Regions from separate parts of the Capsicum annuum genome. Here region 2 is linked to region 1. Evidence: chromatin contacts called from public Hi-C data. All regions are on one chromosome and are shown on one strand. Each heading gives the region's core, a stretch centred on a gene start, on an enhancer-like site or on the middle of the called end of the contact. The rest is flanking DNA. Distances are from core to core; before and after follow the strand shown.

Region 1 (6,767 bases), core at 1,909-4,408:
CTATGAGAGAATAAGATAAGAATTTCAGTATTTCAAGTTAAAGGATCAATATTACACGATAAGAGAGAGAAGATAATAAATATTTCCTAAAGTCCTATATCCTCCCAAAGATAGGTAACAAATGTCTCCATACCAATTCATGAGACTCTACTATACTCAACTTATATTTGTGAGACCGATGAACCTGGGGCTCTGATACCATCTGTCATAGCCCATATTCAAGATCATAATGGAACCTATCCAACCTTCTGTGATAGGTAAGCCAAGAACTCAATTCTGAATATAACATCCCCAATGTATAGAAGCGGAAGGAAATAAGAACATAATAAACACTGAATAATCTCAAAAGTAGATTAATAGACTAGTATAGTTAAACTTAGACAATTCTAGGTTTGGTAGTCACTAATACAAGCCACTAAATAGTGAAACTAAAAAAAGTTTGAGTATCTCAAAATGCAGAAAATGCATCAAGATAAGGCTTGGGGAGATTTCAATAGTCTCTGAAAACAATAACAGCTACCTCGAATCTCCAAAGATGCTAACACTGAAGGAACCACAAGAATTAATGCCGAGAGGTCATCATATCAGAACCTACGCATAAGGTACAGAAAAAGCAAGAGTGAGTACGGAATCACGTGTACTCAGCAAGCATCGTCAATCGATCCTAATTCAAATTGGTGACGAGTAATACCGTGTCAACCATCTAAAAAAATCATACAAATTGCGCTCAGGAAAATCACCCTATTCTAACTGAATAGTCAAGTCTAACAATCATAAGGACATCATAACACAGTCCAAGAATTTCTGAATACAGTAAAATCAAGTAACAAATACTCAAGTACTTGATAAATAATACAAAGTCAATAATTATACCTTACTTAATCTAAACCAAGAATAAATGAATGCAATACAATACATGTGTTGTGTACACTCCCACCGAGCAATGGCTTCAAAGTTAGGACCTATGGGAGACTCACAAGGTCCATGTACTATGCTGGCATGCACTCCGATCCCAATAAATATATTATGCAGGTGTGCACTCCGATCCCAATAATAGATAATAATGTGAAGGTGTGAACTCCGACCCTATATGTAATACAATGCATAACGTGTAGGCGTGCAACTCCGATCCCAAATCAACAATAATGTTAAGCAAAATATTTCATATCTTATACCAAATAAATATCAATTCCAAAAATTAACTCAACTTATCAAGTGGAAGCATTCTCATTAGCTAGCTTTTTCAACAATTCATTTACCATAGCAAATCAGCTTATTTGGACTAGCAAATAGGGAAAACAGTTCAAAACGTACAATTAACTTATTTTAACCTCTCAAATAATACTGATATCCGCATAAATGCTTTTTATTTCACCTGTACGGAACCCCTATTCCCCATTACTCTCATTACACATAACTAACAAATAAGCACTTTGAAAAATAGTCTAAAAAAGTCTCAACTTGCCTCAAATCGAAGCCAACCGCCAATTTACAAACTTTTCCTTTCTTAAAGCTTCCGAATGATCAAAATCTATTCAAATATATATATATATATATATTTCTCATATGAATAAGAATCTAATAACACCCATTTTATAAATTCATACTCTAAAAATTCTACACCTAAAACCTAAATTGTATTCATAATCGTAAAGACGATAAGAAAATAATACTGAAATTCTCAAATTTAAAAATAATACGAACGAAACAGTAGCTTTTGTACTACTGTTTTCTTAATCCTCAACAAGGACAAAAGTACTTCCAACTCCAATTTATAAATTCATACTTTAAAAATTCTAGACCTAAAACCTAAATTGTATTCACAATTATAATCATAAAGACGATAAAAAAATAATACTGAAATTCTCAAATTTAAAAACAATACGAATGAAACAGTAGCTTCCGTACTACTGTTTTCTTAATCCTCAATGAGGACAAAAGTACTGCCAACTAATTTGCTGATTCTCTTAATTCTTAATAAGGACAAACAACTGCTAATTATTAATAACTTATGCCATAATTATTATCATATGATTTATAATTAACACTTTACACTAATCCTACAGCAACATAACTAATAATTCGTTCAAAACAATGGCTTTCTACCTAACTTTAAACTCACCCCACAATATTACAAACACAATATTAAAAATATATCTATTCAAAGTGGCTTACCACTAACCAAAGTTGTCGAGATCTTTGTCATAAGTTGGGATGAAAAGAAAAAGAATGAAATTGCTCTTTCGTGCCTATCTCCACCAATTAACTTTCTGACGGTATTAATAAATATGATAATCATTCCCACTTAAATTTATTCTTACACATAGGTCTTAAAACTTAAAAAAATATCTATTTGATTCATTAACCATAAAATAATGTCTAAAATATCTAATATTCGATTATATCCTTGAAATTTGTTTGGACCCTCAACAAAATAAACTAAATATTTATATTGATAAAAAAAATATTCTCAACCTATTGAAAATATTACGAAACTAATTTGAGGTCGTCACGATCAAAGATTGATCATGATCGGACTTAACTTTATTAAAAATCAAAATCTCAATTAATGACTTAAGTTGCCTTGAAATGCTTCAGGAATAGCCACCACCCATCCCTGTAAGTCGTACATTATGTCTAAAAATTACGAGATCGGTTAAAATAAGATAAATTTTAAAAATAATTTGCAGATCGTTATAGGGGGATAAAAAAGTGGAGGTGGGGTAAGAAATTAATTTTTGCAAGAATTTTTTTTCTTTTTTAAAAAAATAATTTATTTTTTGGGGTGGGGGTTGAGGTAGGGGATGTGAGGGTGCAATGGGTAATTTTTTAAAAAAAAAATTATGTTTTTCTTTTGGAGGGTAGGATAAAAAAAAATCAAGTTGATATGTATATAGAAGTTCTAAGTTTTTGACTTTAGAAGTTAAAACAGGTAGGAATTATTTTTACCTAATTTATATTTGATAAAATCTATATTTATCCATATATTATATAGAAAATTACAATTTAATTCATTTAACCTCAATCCATTCAAATCTGATCGGATCCACCCATTTGTCAACCTAGTGAAAACGTTACTAGCTTCCTCGGAGTCGATTCAGTTTGAACTTGAGAAGCATCTGGTCAAATATTATCTATATATGCTTTTCTGTTCGATTTTTTTTTTTAATTTGCAAATCTCTTTATTCAATATTTTGAAGTGAATAGTCTTGGTGAAGTTAACGTGATCAGAAAGTCACGAATTCAAGTCGTGTAAATAGTATGTAAAAAATGCACGGTAAAGTTGATCTTGTGATTCTCTCCTTCTCGTAACCCCTGGATACAGCGTGATTTTAGTGGACTAGGCCTTACTTTTTCTTTCCTCTTTAGGCAATATTCTCCGGTTTACTCTTTGATATTTGCATTTATATTAAAGCATGTCCTAGGTTTTTTTATGTTTTTGCTTGCGGTGGGCACGGCTTTTCTTTTCTTTTCTTTTTTTAATTCAAGACAATGAGCAAAAACGACCAACTTGAATATAAAGTTAGAGTTCAAGATTTGCAGTAGTCTCAAAGAGGCAAGTCTTACATATATAAACAAAGGTTATAGTTTCAATCAGTGTCCTCAATCTTGAACTAATTAAGGTCGACTGTATGAATTCTTTTTGTTCATTCCTATTAAGAGATTAATCATAATTTGACTACTATAGCATTATTAGTAACATACTGGTATTTATAGCCTTGAACTTTATGAGTTCAAAAATTTTGACATCAGTGCGTGCCAGTAGCTAAGTTCTGAATTTAATTTTTGTACATAGTGGATTTCTTAATACAAATTCTAGATGGGACTAAGCTACTGGGTACGGCTGTAGCCTTCTAGGTCAGTGCTTGATGGTATGTCCCACCTTTCTTTATTTATGTCATATTCATGTATGGCCTAATAAGGTGCTTTTTAGTGTTGTTTTTTCTTGAAGAAGATTTCTTCAAGTGGTAGTTTGGGTCTCTTCAGGATCACATAACAGAAAGTACAGAATGATTCTTTAATCTACTGTTCCAAAAGAAATCCCCTGATAGGACTTTGAATAAGCATCTCTTCTTTTGGTGGTCCTCCACTTATTTTTACATCACTGTAGAAGTAGGAGCACTTTTCTTTCCCAACACATGAACATATATGCACATTTTCCTCAAACTTCTTGGTAGACACAAGTATAGAAAATATGAGAAAGAACTCAAATCTGAGGCAGTTTCAAGTTGCATAACAAGGCTGCAAGTCAACTGTTTTATGTGACATCTCAATCTTTCAGCACCCTGGCCATGAACTTGCTTAGGATTGAATTATTTGATCCATGTCTCCTATCATCTATACAAGAAGATCTCTTAATTAAGAACATCCTCCGAACCCATGATCCTGATTTTCGTTATAAGATAGATGCCGGCCATTTGCTTCTTGTTGCCGAGAGCACCATGCATTTCATCTCACCTAAGGTTATGTCTGTTCTTTCGTAATTTCCAAGTTATTCAATATTCTTTTGTCTATGTTCTGTATTCATGTATATTTTCTTGGTTTCATACAGTATCGTATACGATTGTTCTGTGTTGCTAAAACATTGCAGAAGTAGCTGTCATTATGAGTTTTTCCCCCTTGTGTTTATGTATTCATTGAGGTTTTACATTAAATACTTATTGATTTATCAATTGCTTGTACAAGACCATAATATTAAAAGAAGAAAGAGAAAAGAACGGGGGCTTAATATGTTGCACAGACTCTTCAAAAATGTCACTTCTGGCATGTCGGATCCTCCAAAGTAGTGCATTTTTGGAGAGCCCGAGCAACTAGTCTGGGAGTACTAGACATAGATTTGAGAATATACTGTAATGTAGCATGACAGCCTCTGATCTTTTTTCATTTCAGTTCTCTTATCCTCAAAGCAATTGTATGAATTCATGGAATATCGAAGTGTTTGGGTTAGAAGAAAAGCTTGGATACACCATTAAAAAGATTTCACATGAGGTAAGTGCTTTCTCTCTTATTTATGATCATATATTTTTGGTTCCCTTCCTCATTATTCGTGTTCTTGGATCTAAGTATAATAATTGGTTATTGTAGATTTTCTGCAAATGCAATGAGGATGGAAACTTACATGAAGAAACTATGATGTTGTTTGAAACTTTAGGCCCTTTCAGATGGGATGCTAAAGTAGTTTTAACACTTGCAGCTGTGGTTTCAATATATGGAGAGTTTTGGCTCATAATGCAGTTAGTCCATTGCAACTCTTTGGCAGCTTTAACTGCAGCACTTAAGCAAATGCCTAGAGAATTAAACATGTTAACGCTACAATGTAGAGCTTTGAACTTGTTGCTCGATACTATGATAGAAGCAGCAAATCTTGTCCTTGACTTTGAAGGCCTGCCCTTGCAACAAGAACTTTTGGATGATGAGGCAATCGTTGTTACAAAGTCGAAGATGTACATAACAGTCTACTGGATTTTAAGAAGCTCGATCTCATGCGCCTCTCAGATTGCAGATTTCAGGACCATGAAAGATAACCAAGTGCATGTTTTTTCCCTTTTCCCCTTATTTAGTAATTCAGTATTTAATATCTCATAGTTGGTAAATTCTTTATCTCTTCACCAGTAAATAAGGTGACATGAAAATTCCTAACTCCAGGAATTCGGATTCATCAAACATTGCAGCGTGGACTCTCTTCAGCTTGGTATATAAGCTAAGTGGCTTATGCAATGACCTTCGAGAGAAATTACATACGTGCCAAATGCAAATAGGTGATTGTCTTTCTATGAGCCTTTGTTGTGGAAGATAACTTGTCTGACAAAATTCACATGAAAGAAGTTGAAATTCTTTTGTTGTTCTCAGATAGACAGTTTCCTGAAAAGATACGCGATCTTTTCAAAGTGGCCCATTTTCACAATCAAGAGGTGCTTCGTGTGTTATTTTCTTTGAAGAATGACTTACCGTTGAAAGATAGCTCCCAAGAAAAGGTACTTCTTTTACGAAGTTATTTTTTAAAAATATATGTCGAGAGTCAATAGCCTTGTAAGTATACACTTGAATGGTGGAAAAAGAGATAAATATTAAGACCTGAAGGTAGCCAGCAGTTTGATGAATCAACAACAGCTACTTATTATAATAGCTAGTAACTTCTTCATCTTCAACAGTACTATGGCATCCAAGAACTGAAAAACAAGGTGGTCTTACTTTTGATCTCAAAGCCAGAACTCTTTTCCGTGGAGGAAATATTTTATCTAGTACGACAAATGCATGATCATCCCTTGCATAAAAAAATTGGAGGAAGCTATGCAATTTTATGGGTCCCGATTCCATCTTCACACACATGGAGTTTGACTGACGAGCTGAACTTCCAGTTTCTGTCAAATTCTTTGCCCTGGTTCTCAATCCGACGCCCGTGGTCACTACATTCAGCTGTGGTAAACTTTATTAGACAAGAATGGATCTACAAAAACGAGCCCGTAATGGTAGTATTGAGCACTGATGGTGTTGTTACAAACTTAAATGCTACTGATATGGTATGGCTGTGGGGCGCCAAAGCATTTCCTTTCTCAGCCTCAAGAGAAAAAGAGTTGTGGGAACAGGAAAACAGGATCTTGCAGCTTTTAATTCATGGGATTGACCCTTTACTGACCAATTGGGTAAGCTTCTTATATGTTGCCTTTGCCCTTTTACCAATAATTAGTGTAATCCTTAAGCAAATTACGGCCTTGTAAAAGCTTCACTTTCCTTACTTGTGCTTTTAGTTCTTAACTTACAGAAGA
Region 2 (6,767 bases), core at 1,797-4,296, 270 kb before region 1:
ACAGATCAAAAACAAGGTGCTGGAAAATGAACTGCGTGGGCAGATAAGGGCGCAAAGGCCCTTTTTGGTACTTTTTCACTTGGATTTTTCCTCCTTTGGAATAATCCTTCAGCATAAACAAGTACACCTTCTCTTTTACCTTTCCATTTTGGATCAAGCCACACCTTTTTTTGAATGTTCTTCAACAAGATAAGATCATGAAGAACACATGAACATTCAAAAATTGATCCTCGATCAAACGAGCTCCAAATGCAATGAAATTTTAACCACGAGCTCCTTTCGACCTCCCAAATCTAACCCAAGTGTTTTTAGGCCTTAATTCCAACCAAATGCTCTCGGAAATTAAACCCACTTTAAAATTTGAAGAACACCATGAAGATGGTGAACTTTCAAATTTCAAATTCTCTCGTTTTAATTTAGAATCACTTCAAATTCGAGATCTGAGATCCTTTTGGTATGGGGAACACTTTCCAGCAACTTTAAACCTTCAAATCCAAGCCAAAATTCCTAGATCTCAAAACCCACTCCACTTCCTTCAAAACACAAAACTCAACAATGATAAAGCACTCAAATCAACTTCGATTAAGCTCAAATTTCAGATTTAGACTCAAATAACACTAGAGAATACAATTCTGGTATTAGAAACTCAAGAAAACAAAAATCAAAAACTCAAAATTTGGGATTTTTTTCAAAACATGTTTTTTTATTTTTTTTAATTTTCTTTTCAATACCACAACCCAAGACTAGAATCGTGGAAACGATTCTAAGATCGGCTCTAATACTAAATGATATAGATCAAAAATACAAAAACAAAAACAAGTACGAAAATTGAAAGATCATAAAGAAAATGATAAATAGATAGATAAATAGACACAAGATGATAGCAAAAGGACAATCAACGAATATATTAAATCCGAAGACCTTCCTTTTAGACTACCAACAAGCACCTAACTTTTACGAAGACTGAGAGGAAAATTAAACCCCTCACAACCAACATTCCTAAGAAAGTCAACAAGCTCCCCAACAAACTCAATAAACATTCTCAAGTGTAAGTTCATCAAAAATCATCTATGTCTAAGGAAAGAGGAAACCTAACTATTTATTGTCATGGGCTATTTATTACAAAATGGGGCCAAAAGTGACCCTAAATGCCAAATAAGCCCAAAAGTGACCCAACGTGTCAAATACCCAACGAAAGAGACTCCTCCACCACTCATCCTCATCATGGTGGATCGCAAAACACATCCTCATCTATAAAGCTTCGCCAACTACCTTGAGTTAGAATTTTTGGAGTAATTCGACTTGTATCATTGTGTCTACCATAGGAGCTATATAACACTTGCTATAGAGTTGGTAATAAAGCAGAAGAAGAAGAGGTAGCATGAAATACTTATCACCAAAAAAAGAGGTAGCATGAACTAGCATCACACAAGTTGATATGTGTCAACATGGAGGGACATGAACTCTATATACCACTGAAGTAAAAATCAATCATATAACAGATTAAATCACTATTTAAATGACTCCAACAAGTCTTTTAAAAGTAGACAATCATCAATAGCCATCCTTCATCATTAGGAACATTCAATCTTAACATTCTAGTGTAGTGCTGTTGTGAGAACACATAGAGCCACCCCTCCACTCCTGTCTTGTGGAACTAATTTTCGAAACACATCCCTCCCATACAATCTTAGTGTGGCCACTCATGTTGACCTTTACTCGAGCTATTAATAAGGGATCTGGGCAAATCTTCTTATAGGAACGGAGCATGTAAAGATGTTTAATAGTTATTTCCAATGCGTAAAAGAAAGTAGATCTCAAAAGCAAATCTTTTGTGGGACATCGTATCTCAGAATCAATCTAAAGATAAATAAATGTAGATAAAAGAGCAATAACTTTATAAACAACACCAAGTAGGAATATAGCTGGCCTGGAATTACATAGAGTACAGTAATGATCATCCTAGTCCTTACATCAGTATGGTTTGAACAATTTGGATTCTTATGTTGATTAGCGTGCCAGGCGAAACTCAACTATGTTTATTATGTTGACATGAATTAGCTTACGTCCAGTGTTGTAGTTTGGGAGGACTATAGATAATGAATGATCCCTTAATGGTATATATCCCATACTTCGCTTGGTGAGAGGCTAAAATCACCTCCCTGCCAATCACGCTAGTAGGGGATACTATTAGAAGAGTTACATTGCATTTACAACTTAATTAATGCAGATAGAACTCCATGTTTCTAAGCGGAAGAAAGAGGGGGAAGGAGTAAAAGAAGAAAAGAAAGAAAACACAAGTTATAAATGCATATAATCCATGTATACTAAGCAAAAAAGAAGATCCATGTATACTAAGCAAAAAAAGAAGTTTCTCCTATCTCCTCCTCAAGACAGAACCTTCAAGCACGAGGCAATATTATCTACCCTCAGTGGATATTCTAATATTCATCTTCTTTCTCTGAGGAAAGGGATTTCTAATACAAAGGACAAGTTTGGCAATACGATTACCTACTAACCTCACTTCTCATATTAAAGATCCCATTAACATATCAACGGATCTACTGAGAAACGACGGTCGATAGACACTCAGATGAATTTGCAATACCTGAAAAATTAAGCCGACAATGGTAGTACCAGTCTTGAGAAAAGAAGGAGAACGAAGTCCTTTACTCACCAACATCTCATTCCTTCTACACAAATCAAAACTAAACCCACCTTTTTGTGGAACTTCCATTTTACCTTCAAATTAGACCTACCCACAGATACCAAAAATTAAAAGATTAGAGCAGAACAGTGAATTGTTAAGAAGCATTAAATTGAACTTGTAAGCAGACACTTTACCTGTTTGCAGATGAGTGATGCTGAAAATCAAAGTTGGGAATCGGGAGAGAGAGAATAGCCAAAACTTGAAGAATAAGAAATACTTAAGAGATGGATGGTGAAATTACAGTGTCATTTTGCTATTAATAGCTTCGCTTGGGCTGCTTCTGCTTAGGCCCAACAACTATTCGCTTTTCAGATATATAAAAGGGCAAATCACATAAATATACCATCTAAGAGTCACTACTATAAAATATATCAATAGTTTCAACTTTTCAAAATATACCAATAGAAAATTAACAAACCTTATTCAGTCTTGTGTTGGAGACTCAAGGGTTCCCCGATGTTGTGAATCACCAAAATTTCCCATCGGCAATTGCGACTTCGAACAAATCCTACTTTCACAAAATGTTGTTTACGTTCTCAATTGAGATATACTAAAATGTCTTTTGCATAATTTGATACTTCTGTCAAGGTTATAAATAAAACACGTTATTCTGATTTCAATTAGTTACACGAATTTCTATATATTTCAGACATCATAAAATTATTGATACATGTATTTTTATACATTTTAGACACCATAAAATTATTGATAACCAATTTCTATATATTTCAGACACCATAAAATTATAATTATTATTGATAAACCAATTTCAATTTATAGATAGTTCAAACATTTTAAAATTGCTATTATTGATACACTAATTTCTAACTATTTCATACACCATAATTATTGATAGAGAAAATACTCAGGAAAATACTTGAACTTTGACCGGATTTTTAGTTGAACATATTGAACTTTGTGGGGGTCCTATTATCCCTTACACTTTTTTTTTTATATTTTAATGGCATATATCTACCCACTTTGACAAGTGCGTGTAATCACGTCCTTTGAGCGAGTGAGAATGATTTAAAAACGTTATAAAACTTTTTTTTGGTCACATAACCCCTCAATTTTCTGATTTTTAATAATTTTATGTTTTTTATTTATTTTTTCATTTGCTTTCTCTTCTCTCTTCTTTCTTTCTTCTCTCCAACAATGGAGTTTTCAACAAAACATCATGGTTGCTCCATTGTTGAATTGAAATTGAACACAATTTTATCACACACATACACACCCAAATGGGTCATCTTTAGCACACCCAATTCAATTACATCAATTTGATTCAATTTCAACACACATACACACCAAATGGGTCATCTTCAGTTTCATCAAAATGACAAATTTAACCCACCATTGCCACCACCAACCAATCGCCATTGCCGCCGGCAACCACCACCACCTCAGCCACCAACTAAGGGGGGAAAAGAAAAAATTCAAACCTGTATCTGGTCAGAGCCAAGCTTGTGACAAGAAATTTTTTGTCATATCTGTTGGTCTCGCTGTTACGGTTGCTCTGGAAAAGATGACTATGTACCTTTTCTTTACTGGTTATCATACCAATTAGCAAAATCTGCAGTTCTTTTAAGAAAGTTTCTGATTTGAATAAAATTATTGAAGAAAGTTTTCAATTTGAATTTGAAATTGGGGAAAAGATTTTCTTAAAAAAATAGTATGAACTAAATAAATTTGGAGTCGCAATGAATTCGTTGGCAAGACAGAATAGGGCATTTCAAGATTAATCGAAGAACCTTTGATAGAACAAGATTTTGGCGAAAAAATGATGAAAAGTGATAAGAATGGACTTGAAATTTGGAATTGACTTACTCGAATCATTTGGAATTTGATTTGTAGGAGGAATTTGAGTTGTGAAACCTTTACTATGGTTGTAATAGTGAAAAAATATTGAAAACTAATAAAATAGAGAAGAAATCGCGCGTGTCTTACACTTTCGCCCGTCAAAACTAGGTATAGCGTTTCGAGGGAGGGGGAGGAATTAATTCCACTTTAAAAAGTCCGGGGGAGAATTAATTTCACTTAAAAAAGTCTAGGTGGGTAATAAAACTCCCGCAAAGTTCAGTATGTTCAACTGGATATTCAGACAAAGTTCAGATATTTTATTGAGTATTTTTCCTTATTAATACACCAATATCTATGTTGTTCAAACACCACAAAATTATCTATACACCAATTTCTAATTATTTCATACACCAATTTTTATACATTTCAGAAACCATAAAATCATTAATACACCAATTTCTATACAATTCAAATACCATAAAATTATTCATACCCCAAATTCTATACAACTTATGCACTATAAAATCATTGATACCCCAATTTCTATACAAATTATGTACCATAAAATCATTGATATTCTTTCGACAATTTTATCAGAAATTTTTTGAAACTCAGCGAAACTTTGAAACATACAATCTACTCAGTCACCGCCACCATACCCGTATCCTCCACCGTATCTACCATCATACCTACTGTCACCACCATATCCACACAAGAATCAACAATAATATTCTGTGGTGGTCCAAATACAAATGACATTGTCAACTTCAAATTCAACGTCGTATCAAAATTAAGATTCAAAGCAGAAGATAGATTCTCAATCCTTGATCTCGATGACATCCTTTTTGATGCGACGATGATGAAGAAGATACCATTGTAGGTGGCTAGAGAAGAGAAGTGGCAGTGGGTTCTTGCAGGAAGCGTCGAAAAGCCCATTTGGAGGAGATTTAATTCATTATATTAGAGTAGGAATTGACGGCGGAGATAGGTGAATCAACGTCTAACTCCACCCTCGACGATGGCGTAGACAAAAAATGATCGCCAATGTCATCATCCACTGAGAAATACCCTATCCATTATCTCTCTCTAGAGGATAAAACAGCAGAGATTTTTTAGTTACATAAAAGGAATAAAATCATCAATAAGTGAATAAAACCCAAATTTTGATTTAACGAGTGAATAAGTAAATAACAAGTGCAACAATAGTTAAAACTATTGCAAAATTACAAAACAAAAAGAAGAATGTGATAAAATAGTTAGAACTTTTAGTATAAATTGATATCTAATTAGTTGATAGATTTTGTAATTAAAGATTATATTTTGCAAATAAAAAATAGTATGGGTATGTTTTGTAATATAGACTCTTAAATTGTATATTTATGTGTTTTTCCTATATTATATAAAATTGGAGAAGTTACACATTTGGCCCTTTGTCCAAAAATATTTGTTCAGTCGAACCTCTTCAGTGGTAGCCTCTATCTCGATTTGTGATATCTCATTTAGCTATTAGGGATAAGGCACAAGTATCCCTAAATTATATCTAAAACTTCAGTGTCATATTTGAATTTTACAAAGTTTTATTATCCTTTAAATTCATTTTTTTTATATTTTTATGTTCATTTTATGCTAACGTGCTGATCAAATAGTAAAATATTTTGTACTTTTTTTGTGCTGACTTGACAGACACGTCAACATAAAAAGAATATAAAAATACAGATAAAATAAATTTAGACAAGTAATAAGACCCGATATTGTTTAAGTATGTCACTGAGATTTCGAGTATAGTTTTGGAAGAGGGAAGGGGGGCACTTGTGTCTTTAAACAAAAAATATAAAAAATTAATTTTTTGTACTTTTATGTTGTAAACGTAAATAAAATACTTGATAAATTTAAAATTTCAACTTATTTTTATATTTCATTATTGAAAGAATTAATACATTACTTAAAAAAAATTAATAACTAGTTATATTTTTCCGATAAAATATTAAAATCTAAGTAACATATGAATTTATAATGTGACTTTGCTATGAATAGCTTCGCTTGGGCTGTTTCTGCGTATGTCCAAAACTATTCATTTTTCAAGCTTTTGCACACTTGCCTCTATTTTGACATTCTTTAACCTTTTTTTTTAATTAGTAATTTAATTTTTTCCCCACTTTTTTGCCTTTGTTTAATAAAAATTTATGGGTCGATCATTCTTAATTATGATCTGATTTCATAAACAAAAGTTTAGAGAATTTTTATCTTGTTCGATATTAAT

The links. Hi-C and Micro-C count contacts between places; a contact is called where the count stands out from the background.
Region 2: a Hi-C map of leaf shows a contact between it and region 1, with 2.2 times the contacts expected there. The contact joins the promoter of LOC107847663 here to the promoter of LOC107848556 in region 1. A contact is called at or near these places in 2 of 5 Hi-C or Micro-C datasets (leaf and placenta).

Annotation. Positions count from the first base shown.
Region 1 is chr11:85,407,577-85,414,343 of UCD10Xv1.1, reverse strand. LOC107848556 (protein SIEVE ELEMENT OCCLUSION C) reads left to right here and starts at 3,158. Exons shown (of 7, transcript XM_016693350.2): 1 at 3,158-4,463; 2 at 4,891-4,989; 3 at 5,086-5,531; 4 at 5,647-5,759; 5 at 5,851-5,975; 6 at 6,153-6,644. The coding sequence starts at 4,293.
Region 2 is chr11:85,681,463-85,688,229 of UCD10Xv1.1, reverse strand. LOC107847663 (proteasome subunit beta type-7-A) reads right to left here and starts at 3,046. Exons shown (of 9, transcript XM_016692054.2): 1 at 2,845-3,046; 2 at 2,609-2,755. The coding sequence starts at 2,737.